3 separate regions of the Mus musculus genome follow, and regions 1 and 2 are each linked to region 3. Evidence: chromatin contacts called from public promoter capture Hi-C data. All regions are on one chromosome and are shown on one strand. The core of a region is the stretch at or near the end of the contact, and the rest is flanking DNA. Distances in the headings are between cores, read along the strand shown. Region 1 holds the start of Txn1 (thioredoxin 1). Region 2 holds the start of Slc44a1 (solute carrier family 44, member 1). Region 3 holds the start of Klf4 (Kruppel-like factor 4 (gut)).

Evidence for each region. Promoter capture Hi-C pulls out the DNA fragments that hold promoters and counts their contacts.
Region 1: a contact with region 3 is called in a promoter capture Hi-C map of pre-B cells, with 2.2 times the contacts expected there. The contact joins the promoter of Txn1 here to the promoter of Klf4 in region 3. A contact is called at or near these places in 1 of 39 promoter capture datasets (pre-B cells) and 1 of 115 datasets of contacts at active chromatin or transcription factors (astrocytes).
Region 2: a promoter capture Hi-C map of liver shows a contact between it and region 3, with 5 times the contacts expected there. The contact joins the promoter of Slc44a1 here to the promoter of Klf4 in region 3. A contact is called at or near these places in 1 of 39 promoter capture datasets (liver), 1 of 484 Hi-C or Micro-C datasets (CD4 T cells), 1 of 115 datasets of contacts at active chromatin or transcription factors (astrocytes) and 1 of 9 other capture datasets (liver).

What each region holds. Positions count from the first base shown.
Region 1 is chr4:57,954,853-57,957,917 of GRCm38.p6, reverse strand. Txn1 (thioredoxin 1) reads left to right here and starts at 1,507. Exons shown (of 5, transcript NM_011660.3): 1 at 1,507-1,731. The coding sequence starts at 1,708. Gm35344 (a long non-coding RNA gene) reads right to left here and starts at 1,475. Exons shown (of 3, transcript XR_881303.3): 1 at 406-1,475.
Region 2 is chr4:53,438,925-53,441,802 of GRCm38.p6, reverse strand. It overlaps Slc44a1 (solute carrier family 44, member 1), which reads right to left and starts at 1,387. Exons shown (of 16, transcript NM_001374697.1): 1 at 1,087-1,387. The coding sequence starts at 1,119.
Region 3 is chr4:55,531,197-55,534,394 of GRCm38.p6, reverse strand. It overlaps Klf4 (Kruppel-like factor 4 (gut)), which reads left to right and starts at 1,920. Exons shown (of 5, transcript NM_010637.3): 1 at 1,920-2,528; 2 at 2,645-2,765. The coding sequence starts at 2,524. Gm12506 (a long non-coding RNA gene) reads right to left here and starts at 1,685. Exons shown (of 5, transcript XR_390585.4): 1 at 1-1,685.

The DNA.
Region 1 (3,065 bases), core at 258-2,757, 2.4 Mb before region 3:
CATCTGAGGGTCTGTGGAGAGGTGCCAGCTAAGGGAGGAACCCTTCCAAGTTCTACAGGTCAGTGTTTGACTACCAAAAAGCCAGAAACCTGGAATGTAGCTGGACTGAAAAGACCCGACAGCTGCAAAGAGAATTAATAGATTCTGCTCATCTGCCTGGGGTTCCTCTCTGCCTCAGCTGTCCTAAAGGGAAGGCTACTGCCTTTGGGGCAGCATCCACCCGCAGTCTAGGGCTATGTTCAGAACACTCCCTCTTGTCTACATCCTCACTCATTACTTGAATTCCTCAGCCCTTCAAAAACATCGCACAACTGGTTCTGGTATTTTAAATGTTTTGAACAAGGGAAGCCAGTGGGTAGGGGTAGGGTGGCTGAGACACAGTTTCATTAGCCTCCCGTGCTTCACCTCGATGTAGATTTATCTAGATCGGCTCTCCAAATGCAGGCTTGGTGAGTTCCTCCCAGGATGCTGGCTCTGTCCAGTCTCCACCTCAGCTGCTTCACCAGAACATACAGCGGCACTCTTGGGGCTGCACAAAGCCACCTTAAGAATCTTAGCTTCTTCCACCATGCCCTGTCCTCCTGAACATCACCTCAGTTATCATTGAAGAAGACTCTTCCTGGCGTCCTCTCCCAAGGCGGAAAAATCTCCTCAAAGCCTATACTGTCATTGTAAATACAAGGCAGCCAAACTCAGCAAGGCCCCACAAGGCACCACGCAAGCTTAATTAGCGCTCGCGATGACTATAATTAGAATAATTCATTGAGTGCTTCCTTATGGGCCAAACGCTGTCCTCAGTCAGTTTTCAAGCCCTTAAATCCTTCAAGACAATGCTGGGAGCTAGACTATCCGATCTCTATCATGCCTACATGTGCATGGGGCACAGAACAGGGCTCTAAACGGCTCTGTGCCTCTCCCAGTAGCAGGTTCACCTGTTAAAGTTAAGGAATAGGAGAGAGAGAGGAGAAAGAAGCGGCAAAGAACTACCCAGAAAGTTGGCGAGGACGCGCACTGAGACACTTCCTGGTCATCGTTACTCAGCACTTTGAGTCGAACTGCAGCATGGCCGCCCTAGTCTAAGGATACACCTCTGCCTGGGCAGTCCTAGGGACTGTCCCCAGCCCCAATCTGGAAGTATCTGACTTAGGTCTAGTTTGGGGCATGGGCAGTGTGATTACAGAAGGACTCTACGGTGTGAGAGAGGACCGTGATCTACCCCGGCGCTGTTCGCTGTTAAAGTGCCCTTGAGGCAGCTGGAAGTTGGCTCTTAGGGGTAGCTGCCGCGCGGCGTCTGGAGCCTGGAAAAACCCGAAGCTGCTCCAGGAGCCTGTGCTAGCTCCGCCCCTTATAAACTAAGGTTCTTGTTCGGCAGCTTAGAGTGGGGCGGGGAAGCCAGGAGTGAGGCCAGCGCTAGGACAGTCCCCAGGCTGCACTAGTAGCCGACTCTGGCTCCGCCCCCTGGAAAACCGCCCCACCTCTTGGGGGCGTGGTCTAGGCGCGGCCTGCCCAGGCGCCTTGGCGGACGCGGGAGGCGGGAAGCGCGTCCCCGCCGCGCGTGCCCGTCCGCCCCGCCCTGCTGCGCTCCGCCCTATTTCTATAAAGAGAAGGCGGGCGCCGCACTCGGTTGCAAGCTCCGTTGGGCGCCTTGGATCCATTTCCATCTGGTTCTGCTGAGACGCGTGTGGCTCCCTCCCCGCAACAGCCAAAATGGTGAAGCTGATCGAGAGCAAGGTACGCATGCCCGGGCGCCGCGCACATCCCGCGGTGCTGAAGAGGACACTCTCGGTGTCCCCGCGGGCTTAGCGGCCCAGGGCCTGTGTGCGCCCTCGGCGGTGGAGCATGCCCTGGGGGAGGGGACGAGGGGACCCTGGAACGCCGGGTACGGGAGATGCACTCGTGGGCAGCACCTGAGTCCCCGGAGCTGCACTCCCTACCGCCAGCCCAAATCTGGCGGAGGTGAAGAGATGGACCGGGGTCCTCCTGTGACACTCCCCCCTTCCCGTGCCCCAACTGAATCAGGATTTAGGATCTCTAGGAAAAGATGGAGAGCCGCCACTTCTCGAGTACGCGGTGCCACACGCCGCGCGGGTGTGTTGTACTGCTGGGCTCGGCCTTAGTTTCCCTCCATCAGTGACCTGCCGCCTAGAGGACACAGGCCAGGTCGGTGCATGAGGGTGGGTCTCGGGTCCCAGTTAAGTACCCTCGGATCGGTACCCCAGGTGACTACTAAGGAGAAAGGTCCAGGCCGCGCCCGAGAGACTCCTCCTCCTGCGTCGCAGGGCGTGTTTCCGGCAGCTCTGGCTTTGGAATGACTCAGTCCCCAAAGTCTGGCCCCGGGGCCTCGCAACCTTAAGGTTTCAGTGATTGACCCTCCATAAGTGGGCTTTGCTGGAACCAGGGCTCTCCCCCAGGGAGTAGTCAAGTACAAAGTCCTGCCCTTTGGGAAAAGAAAAATAATACCCAAGGGAAAAACTGTTACCATATTCGAAAGTTACTGAGAACCAAAATATCCTCCAGATTGGGAAACCCAGAGCCTGTTACACTGTAACTATTCGGGGAATATTTATAAAATGAAAAGTGAAAGGAGGTTGGGGGTGGAAATTGATGTGTGAAAGACTGGCTCACCCTTAAACTAGGAAATCCGTGGAAGACAGGTCCGCGCCCTCCAGTTTTGAGCACCTGGTTGGGTCTCAGTACAAAAGTTGGCTCACCCACTACCAGCCATATTAGTCCCAGCACCCAGTTGGATCCTTATCTGTTTAAACTGACCTACTTATGGAACCTTTGCCATTCCAATAGGAGCGGTGTACATTGGTGCCAGGAAACCAGTTACTCGGAAAAAGCTTGGGCCCCAAAAGCCTGCTACCAAGGCTCTGATCGGAGTCGCCCAGAATCAGAAGTTAAACTGAATACACATAAATTTCATGTGATGGGCTTAAGTTGATTAATTAAACTATGTAAAATGTAGCCTTATTTCTGACGACTGTGTGGGTAGTTAAAGGCCCCTGGGGTCAATCTCCACACAGGAGTGGAATAATAGGCTATGATATAATGGCTCAGAAATC
Region 2 (2,878 bases), core at 138-2,637, 2.1 Mb after region 3:
CCACCAAACAAACAAATCACAGACTACTGTTAAATTCTACGCTAATGAAACTGTGGAGAAACATCCCAGGCGTTGTCAGAGCCTATTTTTCATACACCACCACCAGACAGTTTGATGCAGTATTCCTGATTGCTTTTTATCGTATTTGTAAATACACTCACTAATCCACTAAATTAGATAATTTACAAACAGGTCCTCTCAGTTATTAGTGGCCAGCAGTCAAGTTCTATTACATCTGATCCTTACACAGTTGTCCAAACATTTCCACCCAGGTTAAAGGCTCTGATCGGAAAGAGAAGGCGGCTAGCGAAATTTGGATGGGGGCAGGGTGGCAGCTGAGAGAAATCTCTGCATCTCAGCCCTCAGCGACAACATCCAGCCAGTGCCCACAGAAAAACTAAATTCGGCACCTCTTCCTCCTGTTACACTGGCAACAAAGAGGGAGTTTCCGTAACGCTCCCGTCACCCACCAGGTGCCCAATCTCCTTCCCAGCCCAGTCCCCCCGCTCCCGCAGGGGCCTCGGTGCGCCGAGAGGCCGCGGTGCTCAGGGTCAAGGCACAGAGGGGGGATGGGATGGGGAACGAGCGGGTGGGATCTGTGAAATGGGCCCTGGAAGGGCACCGGGACCCAGTGAAGCACCTGATCCCGGCCAAGGGGGCCCGCAGACCAGGGGAAATGGGCAGCTTATTAAATGGATCCGAAACTAGAATAAGGTGGAAGAGAGGTGAAGAGCCCAAGCTGGGGTACACCTTCTGGGGACACGGAAAACAGTCTGTGGGTGGCGGGGGGGCTCGGCGGAGGTGGAGAGCAGGCTGGCGGGCCCCAAGGAGAGGGAAGCGTATGCCTCCCCGGGGCAGAGCGGGCGCCCGGGGCGCCTCTACCTGCAGACGGGCGGGACGGGCTGCTCAGGTGCGAAAGCGGGGGAGGGAGCGCAGCGGGCATTGGGGGACCAGGCACGAAGCGCCGAGGTCGGCGGGGACCGGAGGGGCGCAGGGCACGGCAGGGGAGCGAAGGGCACGGCTCGGCAGGCGCTCACAGCGCGGGGTGGCATCCGGGCGGGCGGCCGGGAGGCGGGAGCCCCTCACCTGCGCGGCGGAGGCGGAGCTGCAGCAGCCCATGGCGGGGCCGGAGGAGCCCGGAGGCGGCGCCGGGCGCGCAGCTACGCCCCGGAGCCCCTCGGCATGCGAGCCGGCGGGCGCCCGGGGAGGGCGCGGCCTGGCCCCGCACGACTCGGCAGCGACGGCGGCGACGGCGACAGCGGCAAGAACTCAGGAGGCTGCGCGGTCCGGGGCAGGCGCCGGCCACATCCCCCGGCGGCGGCAGCGGCGGCGGCGGCGGCTGCGCGGCTCCGGCTCCGCTCCTGCTGCTGCAGCTGCTCCCCAGCGGAAAGGGGCGGGCGGCGGCGGCAGCCCCTCCCCCTGGCCCCCGCCTCCCACCACCCGCTCCCAGTCCCGCTCCCGCTCCCTCTCCCGGGCTGCAGCCGCCTCCTCCTCGGCGCCGCGCGCGTCTCCCATCAGACTCCCCGCCCCCAGTGCAGCGCCGCGCGGCGCGGACGGCGGGGACGACGGCAGCCCAGAACGAGGCCGGGCCCTTGGGCGCGCGCAGGAGTCTGCGCGGCGCCGGGCCCATTTCGCGGTGGCACCGAGGCCGAGCTCTGCCTCGGGGCGGCGAGAGGGCGTCTGAGGCCGAGGCGCCCGTGGACCCGGCGGGCTCGCAGAGGGAAGGCGGCCGACTTGCTTCTGTACGCGCGAGGCACGGGGAGGTCACCGGGGGTCGCTCCTTCTCCCGGGTGGGAGCGCCTCTGAGGTCACTGACCCGGAGCTTTTTTTAGGGCTCTGGCGGCTGTTTATGTTACCCAGAAGAGAGAGTATTTGCAAAACCTCCCATGGAGAAGGAATGGGTGATGGAAGTGGAAAAATATCATCTGTTGCTCCTGGCCCCATTTTGCTGATGTGGACACTAAGCCTTGAAGGAGGCCGACGACAGTGAGAGCACCCAACTGGAAATTGTAGTAAAAGAGCCAGAAATGGGAGGGGAAGGTAGTACTCCAGGCCCTCAAGTCAAAGCCATGTTGGTTCTTCACTAAACTTTCTTACACATGGTAGCGCGGGCACACACATAAACACACGCACCAATTCATCTTTAAAATATTTACCGAGGCACTCACTATATTACAGTCTAGAAATTTATGGCACTAAGATTAAACAGGCGATAAAAGGCAAAGTTGCTACTCTCTTATTAAAAAAAACGAAACCTGTATTAATATGCGTTGGGGGTAGCAACAAGTTAGACATGCACAACCTTTAAGAAATTTCCAATGTTAGGGAAGTCATTACAGATACAGTGAAGCGAGAGCAGTTTAAAAATGGCGAGAGTAAACAAGGTCATGATTAACTATCACCGAAACGCGCATGTATCTAACACTCATATAAACATTCCGGTCTTGTTTCATATTGTCAAGGTGTTGCAAAGACTGGGATCAAAAGGTTTGCAAAGATACCAGAGTGAGACCCCAGAAATGCTGACTTGTCCATAAAAGGCAGATTTCAAGGTGACTCAAACTCAAAGGGGAAGTTGACTAGAGGAGCAAGGAAAGGAGAAATCTAAACAAGAGGGTGGGGAATGGGTGTGGGTGGGAGGGGTATGGAATGGAGACAAACTCACACACAGAAAATTCCCTAGTTGGTGTTTTGCATTACCATTTCCTGGATGGCTTGTTCCTCCAAACCTCATGATCCTCTGTGAAGTCCTGATAGCAGGGATGGCTGCAAAGTGTAAGATTAAATAATGTGGGTAGGCAGTGGACAGGTCAGTGAATAAGCACTCAACAACAACTTCTTCAGATCCTTGACTTTTCTGCAGTTTGACCTGAGGCTC
Region 3 (3,198 bases), core at 671-3,170:
TTTACAAAGTAATGCTCAATCCTAGCTTTCCAAGCCAGAATTTTTTTCTTTCTTTCTTGACACCACAATGGGGGCGAAGGGGTGGGAACAGGTGTTCTTTTTGTTGTTCCTTTGTTTGAACGAGTAATATTTTCAGAGTTAAACTGGCCTAGTTCCAAGGGAATGGGGATGAACCCCTCGAGGTCACGTGAAGGGGGAGCGCCACTTTCCAGGCGAAGTCGGGCTCTTCCCCACCCCTTAGCGCGCCTAGTCCTCTGCCAAAACCAAGAGAAAGGATGAAAAGTCCTTCCTCAAAGGCTCCCAGCTCGAGCCCTGCCTTTGACAGACTGACTGGGCAGCCCCACTTCATTGGGAAGAGATGCATTCCAAGAGCGCTTCTGTGGTCGGCCAGAAGTGGAAAATTCAGGATGACAAATATTCCGAAGAAAACTAATATAGGTCCCAAGGATTCCGGGACTCAAACAGGTGAAACGACAGAGGACGTGGCACCGACGCCCCGAGAGGAGCGAGTGCACACGCTGCCTATGCTGGAGCATCGACCCCCTTTCCCGAGTGCCTTTCTTCAGTCCCCGCCCTCAGCTGTCTCCGCCAGGGTTCAACCATGAGGGCGGCGGAGCCCAACTCTGCTCCCCAATCCAAAATAAACACCTAGCCTTAAAAAAAAAAAAAAAGTAAACCTAGTTTAGCGAGTTATACTGAACACCACACTCACGGTTTTTGTTTTGTTTTAAGTACTTGGTAGAGATGAGGGCGAAAACCTTTCCCGGCTGGAAAATTACTGAGGGTAGTGGGGAATGGGAAAAGGAGTAATAAGACTAAAACAAAGACTGCCTTTTCCCCTCCCGGTAGGCAAGGGCCTGAGGTGCCACTTTGGAGCACTAGGGTCCCATTGCAGCGCTCCTCTTCCCAGCGCAGGATCACCTCCCAGTGAAGTCCCTTTGAGTGGGTTGGCTAGCTCAGAACCTAAGTTGATGGGAGCGAGTTGTCCTATGACCTTTACCTCGCCGCTTCACCTCTTTATGACTCACTTCTCATCTTCAAAATGAAGAGTGCGAGTGCGTAGCTTGTAAAGAGCTTTGAGATCCCTGGTGAAAGGTATCTCCGCGCCTCGGTCCCTCTCCGCGTTCCCACTCCCCCACCCCCAATGTAAATCTGGAACGCCTTCCTTGTTCCTTCCATTATCAAGATGACTACGTGCCCAATCCCGGCCGCTCTCTTTCATAGCAGGCGCGGAACCCCTTCTCCTAGCTTCTGAGATTCCTAGCGCCCCCCCCCAATCACCCGGCCCTCACCCCCACCCTACGGGAGGCCCCACTGGCACCCGCGCCAGGCCAGGCCCTGCGCCGACACGGCCCGGCGTCTGCGTGCGTATGCGAGAGAGGGCGGGCTGGATGAGTCACGCGGATAATCGCGCTCTCGAGTGCGCAGACGACAGGACAAGCGCGTACGCGAGCAGGGGTAGGGGCGCGCCGCCTCTTCCCCCCCACACACACACACCCCCAACCTCCTGTCCCCCGCCAGGGTTCCCGTGGCAGGACTTTCGAGCCCAGGGAACCGACCGTGGCCGCCCAGAGGACCCCGAGTAGCGCGGCCACGGGAGCCACGCCGTACTCCCAGCGCCGGAGCCGCCGTCGCCGCCACCGCCGCCGGCGTCAGCACGGCTCCAGCCCGCCAGCTGCCTGGCTGGCGTCACGGCCTGGCCCCGCCCCGCCCGCGCCCCTCCCTCGCCCCCGCCCCCACGTGCGCGGAGTTTGTTTATTTAGCTACCATGGCAACGCGCAGTGGGGGCTGCGGGAAGGCGGGGAGAAGAAAGGCAGGGGGCGGGGCCTGGCGGCGGAGCCCCGCGCGCCGCCACAGGGAGGAGGCGGGGAGCAAGCGAGCGAGAAGTTATAAGTAAGAAGCGCGCGGCGGCCGCCGGCAGTTCCCCGGCCAAGAGAGCGAGCGCGGCTCCGGGCGCGCGGGGAGCAGAGGCGGTGGCGGGCGGCGGCGGCACCCGGAGCCGCCGAGTGCCCCTCCCCGCCCCTCCAGCCCCCCACCCAGCAACCCGCCCGTGACCCGCGCCCATGGCCGCGCGCACCCGGCACAGTCCCCAGGACTCCGCACCCCGCGCCACCGCCCAGCTCGCAGTTCCGCGCCACCGCGGCCATTCTCACCTGGCGGCGCCGCCCGCCCACCGCCCGGACCACAGCCCCCGCGCCGCCGACAGCCACAGTGGCCGCGACAACGGTGGGGGACACTGCTGAGTCCAAGAGCGTGCAGCCTGGCCATCGGACCTACTTATCTGCCTTGCTGATTGTCTATTTTTATAAGAGTTTACAACTTTTCTAAGAATTTTTGTATACAAAGGAACTTTTTTAAAGACATCGCCGGTTTATATTGAATCCAAAGAAGAAGGATCTCGGGCAATCTGGGGGTTTTGGTTTGAGGTTTTGTTTCTAAAGTTTTTAATCTTCGTTGACTTTGGGGCTCAGGTACCCCTCTCTCTTCTTCGGACTCCGGAGGACCTTCTGGGCCCCCACATTAATGAGGTAGGTGAGATGTTGGACTTGGGAACAGAAAGGGGTGAGGATTGGAGGGAAGCTTCGGAGCAGTGGCCAGGGTGTCCCCTGACTCCTGGTCCCTGTGCGCCCCGCCCGGCCCGCAGGCAGCCACCTGGCGAGTCTGACATGGCTGTCAGCGACGCTCTGCTCCCGTCCTTCTCCACGTTCGCGTCCGGCCCGGCGGGAAGGGAGAAGACACTGCGTCCAGCAGGTGCCCCGACTAACGTGAGTGTCGCGCTAGTGCCCTGTAGATTTCTGCAGATGGGGTGGGGTGTATGGGCGGAATCCGGGGGTCACCAAGAGTCCTTGGTTAGGACAAGGATTGCCCTCCATTGGAACTCTACAGCCTTCCGAGGTGGCTCCTCGGCCCTTGAGTCGGCCTTAAGTGCGTGTGGTCCCGGCACTGCGGTACCGCCAGGGGCGCACAGCGGTTCCCCACTAGTCTTCGGGCGTCCGGACCGTGGGGTGGGCGCACTCAGTCCACTATATTTTAGGTGGACAAGTCTCGAGACCCTTTGGGCCGGAGTGATCGTAGCGCGTGGGCGACCCGGTGGCTATGGTGCATGGGGAGAAAGCCACCGTGTCCCAGTGTCCCAATTCCGTGGGCGGCTGGAGCGTCCCGCGGATCTGGCGGGGAAGAGGACTGGGCTGGTGGAGC